Regions from separate parts of the Sus scrofa genome. Here region 1 is linked to region 2. Evidence: chromatin contacts called from public HiChIP or PLAC-seq data. All regions are on one chromosome and are shown on one strand. The core of a region is the stretch at or near the end of the contact, and the rest is flanking DNA. Distances in the headings are between cores, read along the strand shown.

What was found. HiChIP or PLAC-seq counts read pairs in DNA pulled down with a chosen protein or histone mark.
Region 1: an H3K27ac HiChIP or PLAC-seq map of alveolar macrophages shows a contact between it and region 2. The contact joins two enhancer-like sites. A contact is called at or near these places in 1 of 47 Hi-C or Micro-C datasets (heart right ventricle) and 1 of 2 datasets of contacts at active chromatin or transcription factors (alveolar macrophages).

What each region holds. Positions count from the first base shown.
Region 1 is chr1:487,236-492,153 of Sscrofa11.1, forward strand. No RefSeq gene overlaps it. Among named protein-coding and RNA genes, the nearest start is that of ERMARD, 51 kb to the right of the region's middle. Within about 2 kb of position 1,381, at least 12 of the 83 cell types and tissues checked have an H3K27ac peak or open chromatin away from gene starts, as enhancers often do. A contact at or near this core is called in alveolar macrophages, where this site is marked.
Region 2 is chr1:386,496-391,383 of Sscrofa11.1, forward strand. No RefSeq gene overlaps it. Among named protein-coding and RNA genes, the nearest start is that of ERMARD, 150 kb to the right of the region's middle. Within about 2 kb of position 2,941, at least 1 of the 83 cell types and tissues checked has an H3K27ac peak or open chromatin away from gene starts, as enhancers often do. A contact at or near this core is called in alveolar macrophages, where this site is marked.

The sequences.
Region 1 (4,918 bases), core at 131-2,630, 99 kb after region 2:
CCTGTGGTATGTGGAGGCTCCCAGGCTAGGGGTCCAACTGGAGCCGTAGCCACCGGCCTACGCCAGAGCCACGGCAATGCGGGATCCAAGCTGCATCTGCAACCTACACCACATCACGGCAATGCCGGATCCTTAACCCACTGAGCAAGGCCAGGGATCGAACCCGCAACCTCATGGTTCCTAGTCGGATTCGTTGACCACTGCGCCACCACAGGAACTCCAAGCCAATAACATTCTTATAATTTTATATGGTGACAGATGGTAACTAGACTTTCTAGTTGATCATTTTGAAATGTGTAAAAATATCAAATAGCTATGTTATAAACCTGAAACTAATACAGTATTGTAAGTCAATTACACTTCAATAAAATAATCTTTAGGTGTTTACTATTAGGGCAAACAATCAAAAAAGTCGGAAGACCAAACAATACCACCAGGTAAGTTCAAGAGGGCAATAAATTTGCGGTTGATCAAAATCTGGGGGCTGTCCCTCACAAATATCGAATATATATGGTTAATAAATAGGTGTGTTTCTAAAATAACTGCACCAAACAGGACAAAAAAAATTTAGTGCAGATACCCACAGACACACAAATAAGCAGATAACATCAGAGCTCTCGCTGGAAATAGAGGCAGGATTTTCATAGCTGGGGAACAGAATTTCCTGATGGAACCACTCAAGGGGCCCAGATGTGGGGCCGGCCCTCCAGGCTGTGGCTCTGGCCCTGGCTACTCTGCAGCCCGGCCTGGCACTCTGTCTATGGGCCTTGATGCTGCCCAGCCTCAAGTCTCTGGTCCCAAGAAGTCCCTGCAGCACTTGTGGACACAGTCGCTCTAGCCACCAGGCTCTGGCACCGGGGCCATGGCCGTTCCAGCCAAGGGGGGCCAACTAGCAGCTACAGAACGAACTGCTGGGTAAGTACCCACGCACAGGCTCAGGCACTAGCAAAGCAGGCACACGGAAAACTCAACAACAGCAAAACATTTAGACAAACTTACCAAGAATTTTGCAATCGGAAAATCTAGGGGAATTTTTAAAAATGCGTCATAGTTTAAAGTTTGCCTTGTTCCAAAAAAAGCTTTTTGTGTTGACTTCCATGGGGGAGGGAGCTCTTGATCTTTTGAGCATCAGGGCCCCAAATGTTCACATCCGGAAGCCCAGCCAGGAAGCGGAGGTCAGCAGAGGCCAGGCAGCCCAGCCTCACCTCGCCCTCGCCCTCGCCCTCGCTCTCGTGGCTCCTCTCAGCTCCAGCCGCGGGTCCCAGGCGGCTCTCCCCTCCCTCTCAGGACCCCTCGCTGGTTTCCCTCCTGCACCTCCCCCACCCCCCCAGACCCTCTCCAGCCAACCCTCCCCCGACCTTGACCCCAGGCACCAGCCAGGCCTGCGAAGGACACTCAGGCTCGTCCCACCCGGCTGCCGCTGCTTCCACCACACTCCCTATCGCCCCGCAGATTCCGTCAACTTCAATCTAGAACGCATTCTGCACCCCTCCACCTGCCTGGAGACTGGACCCCGAGCCGCTGCAGGTCCTGCCAGAGCCCAGGATGGACAGGCGGCGGCCTGTCCCAGGAGTGGCCTTCTGGCTTCCCTCCGGGCAGGCTGGGCTGTCACTCAGCCTCCCTTCTCGTCCCAAGAGGTTGCTGCCCCTCACTGGCATTTCAACTCAAGGATGCCCTCCACGCAGACGGGGGTCAGACCCCATCAGAATCTCTGTGTATCGTGTTTACAGCTTTCGCATCCTGCGAGGGTTCCAGGGAGCAGCACCTTCCGCCTCCTCTTCCAGCTTTAGTCCCAGAGCCAAGACGAGCGCCTGGTCTGCCGCGAGTGACAAGCCGGTAGTGCTGAATTCGCACGAAGGACAGCGGAGGGTGAACGGGCAAGCTGCACACTGGAGCTGCCCAGGGCAGCAGCCCTTCTCCGACGCGCATTCTGTCCAGATCCAGAGAAAGGAACTCTACCTGCTGCGCAGCCCGGGAAACTCCACGCAGTGTTCTGTGCTGGTCTGTGTGGCAGCGGAAGCTGGGCGACAATGGATGTGTGCTCATGCGTAAGCGAATCACCTTGCGGGACGGCAGAAATTATCGTGACCTTGTAAATCCCCTCTGCTTCAAAAACACCGTTAAAAAATGAAAAAAAAGAAAAACAAACTCCTCGCTGGAGACAGAGTGGAGGGTTTTTCTCTTGGGGAGCATGAGTCTGAGGGGCTACACACAAGCCCTTTACCCAAACCGACGTCGCTGTGCTGACTCCTGATTGAACAAGCCTCCTGCCCATTAGGGTTTGCAGCAAAGGGCCCCCGTGACCGCACATCCAGCCCAGCAGGCAGGGCCCTGCGCTCAGACCTTGAGCAATGCCGTGGGGGCATCCTGTGAATAAAGCCCTTTTCCCCACTTGGAGCTAAACGCCCCTGACCTCTTGCCACCTACATGGTGCGGGTTCTTCATTTGTCATGACTGTCACCAAAGGTGGCATGTCCTGCAGCACTGGAGCCAGGACAGGCTGGGCACAACCGCTGCACCAGGCAACCCACTGGACTCAGTGCCTTATCCCGATGGGCGCGACCTGACCTGGGTGAGGCCAGGGTTCTGCTCCTCCAGGTCGTCCAGGGTCCAGCCCCATCCCTGGGGCCGTGGGTCATCTCTGTCCTGCACCTGCCTGGCGGCCCACCCATGTCCTCAGGAGTCTCTGAGCACTGCAGAAGCCCGCAGCGGACCGAGAGGAAAACCAAAAGTGGCTGGGTGCCCAGTGAGGCCGGCCCTGCTCTGGGCTGACGTTGCCCTTAGGAGACAGTGCGGGTGGTGGAGCTATTCCCTGTGGAGACAGAGTGGAAATGAGAATTTGCCCCCAAAAGGGGACCACACTGGGCCCCAAACTGCGGGCACTGGACTCCAACCCGAGCCCCAGCTGGGGGGAGAAGCGGCAGATGGAGGCTACCCAGGAACGGGTGGCACCGCCCCAGGAGCATCCGTTTCACAGGATAAAGCTTCTCAAGTCACGTGGCCACAAGACAGAAAGGGCTGGACCATTCCTGGCCGCTGCCCACCTCCTGTGGGATGGTTAACAAGCCAAAAGCTCCAGTAACAACGGTTTAATGTATAATTTAAGATTTAAAACATCACTGGAGTTCCCATCGCGGCTCAGTGGTTAACCAACCCCTAGCATCCATGAGAACGTGGGTTTGATCCCTGGCCTTGCCCAGTGGGTTAAGGACCCGGCATTGCTGTGGCTGTGGTGTGGGCCGGTGGCTACAGCTCCAATTCAACCCCTCGCCTGGGAACCTCCATCTGCTGTGGGTGTGGCCCTCAAAAGCAAAAAAAAAAAAAATTACTATTGTCATTTGGGCCGCATTTAGGCAAAAACAAAGGCTTATCTCAGAAGATGGAAATCTCTAATGGTTCTGTTCAGATGACACGCAGCGGCTGCAGGCGCCCGAGATGGGCAGGAGGGGATGGGGACAGAGAGGCCGCAGGCAGGCAGGTGAGGGGCTGACAGACGGGAGGGGAGCCCCTTCACCCAAAGAGGAGCTCAGGGCTCCACCCAGATGCCACTCTGTTCCCACGGCCACTGCATCAGATGTGATGGGAACTTCACACAGCAGAGATGGTGGACCCAAGGCACCCACTTCCCTCCCCGGCCGTGGGTCCGCTGGTCCAAGAGAGCCGTGACCGTCCATCCTTAAGATTCCTTAAGATTTCTGACCTGAAGACCCCGCAACCCTCCTTAGTGCCCACAAAAGTACTGTGTCATCAACGCGCTTGACGGACCCTTGAACACCCCAAACACACGACGAGCAGCTCTGAACCCCTCAGTAACCAGGGCACAGAGGCAGGGGCTGGGCACTAGGGCCCCAAAGCCCCTGGGGACAGTGGGAGAAGGTACAGAAGCAGCGACAGAGGAGCAAAGCAGCATCAGCTTCCGCTGAACAAACCAAAAGGGACCTCATTCGATTTTGCTTTTGGCAAAACCACAACAATACAACAAAAACGAGTCCACTTTCCTTAGGTGTTTGCACAGGGCCGTGGGGGTACAACGTGTGGGTGGGTGGCTTTCGAGACCAGCTCTGAATCCAAGAAATTAAGTTTCCAGTTGAGGGGCCACCACGCAATTCAAGGAGAAGGAGGGCTCCACACGCGCTTGCGGCGGCGATCGCGACGGCGCGGGGATTCGCGAAACCCCTCCGCCAAAACGCGGAGAGCATCTGGGGCCCAAGCACTTTGTTTTCACAACAGAGAAACTGGGAAGGACACCTTTACCCTCTTTCTGACGAAAACGAACCAGCAACCCTGGCCCCACACCTCCCATTCCCACCACAAATGAATATGGACATTCCAGTCGACACAGCCGTGGCACATCGACCTGTCCCCATTTCTGGAATAACAGGGTGGCCAGATCCGGGTGCGTGTTTTTTTCCTGGAGCAGAAATAGGGCCTGAGAGGTGGGGGACCTCATGTCAAACTGGACAGACTGGAGGAAACCTGTGTCTTGGACCTAATGATGTCCTGCCAGCGACCCAAATGAACGACATACAATTGTAATCGATGTATGTCGAGCGAAGAGCTTTTCGGTGGGAAAACCCCTGGAGCTTTCTCACCTGGCACTTGTCCCCTGCTTTACATTCTGGAGTTGACAGGCTCTTACTGTCACCGAAGGTAACGCACGTTCCCTGTGGTTCCTGTTCTGAGTGACGGCTGCGTGAACGGTGGCAACGCTAGTGAACGGCCTTGGTAGCAGGTGCAAAAGACGGGAGGGGCCGTGACCGAGAGCTGGCCTCTGATTGGCCGAACATGCTGGCAAATGCACTGGACCCGGCCCGGGCCAGAACCCACGCTGACCGTCCCAGACTTGGCACAACTCCGAGTGGCTGCATACGGTTTAGTATCTGATGATGCACGATTCAGGTTCCCCCAAGGAGCAGCA
Region 2 (4,888 bases), core at 1,691-4,190:
CACCCGTGGCTTCTGCTGCCCCCGGCCTGGGGCAGCCCCATCAGGTGGGTGGAGGGGGTTCCCCAAAGCGCATGTCTGCTCTGGGCTCCCAGCTGACCGCCCTCCCTCGGCTCCCTCGGCTGGGGCCTCGCGCCTCGAGGGCCCCCCAGCCCCCCACAAGTCACCCCCCCATAATCTCTCCGTTTTTCGGAGGTGAGCAGGTGAGTTCTGCACACATGGAGGCTAAGTTCTCACTGCGCACGTGGGTTCACATGAGGGCCTGAGGCTTAGCGGAGGCGGGGGCGCCTCCTAGCAAAGCCTGGGCTTCCGGGCGAGCCCATCAGGGCCCATCGTCGCACCACATGGAGCCCGGGCCCCCTGAGCAGGCAGCTCTCTTTAATGCAGCAACAGCATCTGATCACTGTCTGCATTTGCCAAAGGGTTTGACACGTTTTCGTTGTCATTTGGGGGGACAGTTGTTTTTAATCCCCCTTATACAGCTGAGAGACTGACCGCCACCGCACGCTACTCACCGGCCTTGCCTTTGGGCCGGCGCCTCGAGGTCCCACGATGCATTGTAAAGGGGCAGCAGCTTTAGCTGGTGCTTGACGGTCCGTGTTCAAGGTCTTCCGCCCAGTTTGTACATCGGGGCAATTTACACCCAACAGAAAATTTACCGCCGGAACTGTCTTTAGCTGCACGGCTCAGCGGCGCTAAGCACACGCACCAGCTCTGCCCCAGCATCCCCGGAGCTCACACTGCGAGGCCACATTTGCACAACGAATCCCTACCTTGTGGGGCGTCAGGTGTGCGGAGGTGGTCTTCACGCTCCGGGGAGAGACCACAAGACCCCGGCAGTGTGGGGCGAGGCCACGACCTCCACCCCCACTGCCGTCTGCCCGTCTCCAGGACAGTCTGATCCCCACAGACAAAGCCACGCGTCGGGGACATGGAGAACGGGCGGGAAAGGACCTGCCGGATCAGACACGCTGCTCCTTCAAGGGCCCAAGTCTCTGATGCCAAGAGGCTATTGCGAGAAGCTCCTGTAGATGCCAGATGCTCGTGCGGGCAGCCACACAGGCCATGATCAACGGTCGGCATTCAACTGCTTCAGTCTACAGAACGACCGCCTTGTGCACTGGCCGCTCTTCCGGGTATTTGGTGAAATACCAGAGAGAGAAGCTCTGGGCGTCCAGGAGGAGGGAGGCTCCTCTGTAGGTGCCGACGGGAGCCCCTGCGGCCCTGCCGTCCCGACACCTGCCTTCTGCACCCGGGGGCCGGCAGGGGGAGGGCGGTGGGCCACCCGCACTGCCCCTCCCCTGCCCACCCTCGCCGGGTCCCGTGTACACCTGCCATCCGATGGCCTGGGGCTCTTGGCCCACGTCTCACACAGCAGTTTCTGGGAGAGGCCAGACTTAAAGCTTCCACACAAGCACCTGCAGGGGTTCCTTCTGCTCAGCCTCCTCGTCCTGAGAGGCCTCCGCCCTTTGGGAAGGGAGGGCGGGAGGGAGTCCAGCCAGACAGAAGGGGCCGCTCCTGCAGCCAGACCACAGGCTTCGTTCTCTTACTTCTGAGCCTCTGAATCGCCTGGAAGGGCTGACGGTCTCAAGCCACACCCCAGGTGCCGTCCGAGCCAGAGAGCCTCCCTGGTCTCCCTCCTCGGGGACCTATGGTGCCTGGCCTGCCACCGCGGACTGGCCCGTGCCCTCCGCCCCTGCAGCGTGGGCTCTGAGGGTGAAGGTCTCCTGTTCCCCGGCAGGCAGACCTGCTTGTGGTAAGCGCCCCGTAAGCATGGGTTAGCCCAGTAGAGGGGGGTCGGCGGGTGGATGGAGAGGTGGATGCTCAGACGGCCCTGTGGTGGGATGGAGGACCAGTCGTGGACAGATGCATGGAGAGAGAGCTAGAAGGGGTAGGTTTTCTTTGTGTTGGCTCAGAGATGGTGCCACCGGACAGAGCTTTGCAGGCCTTTGCTGTGCTGTCAGGCATGTTTGAAGTGAGTTCTGACTATTCCTGTGCAGCCTGGCAACGCCCCAGCCCTGGGCACGCAGATGGTGTATTGCAGGTCACGCAGAGAGTCTCAGCCTCTGCGCCGTTTGTACCATTTCAGATTCACTAGAGACATGCAAGTGTTCCATAAATCTTCCCACAAAACCTGTGCAATGTTCCCATTGTGCTGGCAGCTCCGGAGACACTCAAATGTCTTCCCAAAAGAGATTTGCAAGGAGACAAGTTGAAAGCCATCCTCAGCTGTCTGTGGGAGCCGCTAGCTCTCCGACCCCTGCAAGTGTCCCCATGGCTCTGCAGCGGCCTCCTTGGGGTTTTGGTCAATGCCACCGGCCGCCCTGTCCACCCCCACGGGTGCAGGCCCACCACCCCGGTGCCTTTGAACTGGCATGTGCCCACAGCGGGCAGTGGCAGTGCCCAGGGCCCCGGCTGCTCCACTCAGCTGGACGGCCACCAGAGAGCCTGGGTGCTGGGGGGGGGGACCTGCACCCCCGACCCAGGGCCTCCTCAGGACGGGGAAGGGTCAGGGGCAGCAGTGTCCTTAGCCTGGGCCTAGTCCTAAGGGAGATACTCAGATTATAATTTTTAATGCTATTTCCAGTGCGGCTTTACCAAGTCTCACAAGCACAGTGACACGACTGAGAGGTGGCATTTTCTGCTCTGCATTTCCTTAAACGCATCTACTTTCACAGAGAAGAGTTCTGTTATCGGAGCCCCCCCGCCCCCGCCGCCAGTAAAACAGTGTGAACTGATACGTTTCTAAATCTTACAATGATCTTGCGAAAGTCATAATTCTGTATAAAAGCATTAATTTCCTAAGTGCACATATTGAAAATGTGTAATGACTTTTAGAAATCCTGTTTAGAAATTTCCTTCCTCTCCACTAAGGATGTCACGCTCACACTTTCACCCACACAAACTGGAAACCGCCGGCGCGCCCCCGGTTTCTGGGAGACGTCCCGTGTTTCTCACAGCACCGTGTTTTGTGCTCCCAGGCCTTTGCCTGTGTGTCACATCCATGAGGAAAGGAGAGAGGGACGGAGGCCTTCCGACCCTGGCCCCACCTCCGCTGCGGAGTGTTGGATCTGCTCCCACCTGCCCTTGGCCTCGTCTCCTCATGCACCGGGGGGGGGGGGTCTGTGGAGCAGCCAGTCCCGGTCCCCCACCCCACCATCCAGGCCTCCCTCAGGCACCTGGGATGGAGGCGAGCCGTCAGCTGGGCCTCCATGTCCTCCGCTGGGACATGGGCGGGACGCGTGGGGACCAGAGGCGTCCAGCTGTATCCTCGGACTCAAGGTGCTGGTGCCGCCGGAGAAAGCCCAGCAAAACGTGGGTCACGTGACGGCAGAGTCCCGGGCCCAGGGGATGCACTTTGCACCCTGGCCGCCAGCATCGCGGCGCCTTCTGTCCAGGCCCTGCCGTTGGCCTCGAGGTCGGAGGAGGCGCACTGGCCAGGCTGGGCCACCCCGTCTGGACTTTGTCCAGTGGGCCTCGGGGCCTCAGGGCCGCGGGAGGGAGGAAATGGTGTGAGGGGGTCAACAGGGGAGCCGGGACCAGCCTGAGGGGGAAGCAGCCTCCTCGGAGCAAAGCATGTGCCGAGGGCCCCCCTCAGACACCCACATCCTCAAGGCCCTGGAGGAAGGGCCCCGCCTCTCATCACCTTCCTTCTCGACGATGCTTCTCCAGGCCCGTGGTGGGAAGAGGTGCCGGGGGGGCTGGCCGCGCAGAAGGCGCAGCACCCAGGTCCCCACTTGGCATGTGGGGGGGTGAGCCCCGGGGACTCCCTGCTGATGATAGTGGCAGAGAGAGGGGACTGCCCCCCCCGTCCCCGGTCCCGTGGGAACGTGGAAGCCCCCGAGTCTCGCTCCTGCTGCCATCCCGCCTGCCTGTGGCACAAATGGCTCCCAGGCCTCTGCTGGCAGCTGCAACCTGGCTGGGCCTTGGAAGTCTGCCCTGCAGGGCGGCTGGTCTCTAGGAAGCTAAATATAAAACAAATAACCACATGTCCAGATACGCAATTGCACGGTGCCCAAAAGACTGTGAAGACGAAGTAGAGGCTCTAAGGCCGGACGGGGTCAGGTCTGGGGCTGGAGAGGCCTTTGTGTAGACGCCACGTCCAGAGCGCTGAAGTGCTGGGCAGGATCTGGGGGGCAGAGGCCCGAATCCCCCAGGCCGAGGAACGTCACGAGCAGGGGACTTGGAGCAGGAGCAGCTTTCAGGATGAGGACTAGGGCCTAATGGGCTGCAGATACGGGCTGAGGCAAGCCCACTGGTTTCCCACCTCGTGGTGGGCCCAGGCAGCGGCCAGGGTGGGGGTCATGGTGCTGACAGCCGAGAGCCAGCGGCCAGAGGGGGGGTCTTCACCGGAGGGGGCGCGGGGAGGCTGCCGTGGCCCGGGTTGAAAGGCGCCAGGGGCCGTTTGCCCTGAGGCCCCAGCCCTTCCCGCCTGCGTGGCCTCTGCCTCCCTGGCCCCTCAGCCTCGCCACCCCGCGGTTCACCATCACCCGCAGCCCCAGCCCTCCAGCACTTCGGTCCTAGCTCTTCACAGGACAATCCTTGCAGCTGTCGGGGCACTGCCGAGTAAAGCTGGCGCTGCCTCCGCTCAGCCTCAGTGTCCCACGGCCTCTGGCCTAACGTGTCGTCCGGTGAAGCCCGTCGAGACCTGCCTGCAGTCTGCTGGCCCCGGACCTCCTGTCCCCACCCCCCGTGGGGCTGCTTCCAGCTCCAGGAAGCCCTCGCCCTTGGCCTGCATGCAGCCTCTTCTCCTGGAAGGACTGCCCCACTCGATCCCCCAGCTCGGGCTCTGCCTGCCTCTGGGCCTGGGGGCAGGCTCCCTGGTGCCTGCTCGCTCCTGGCAGCTCCTCAGAGCCTGACACCACCTGCAAGATCACTTGCCTGCCTCTCC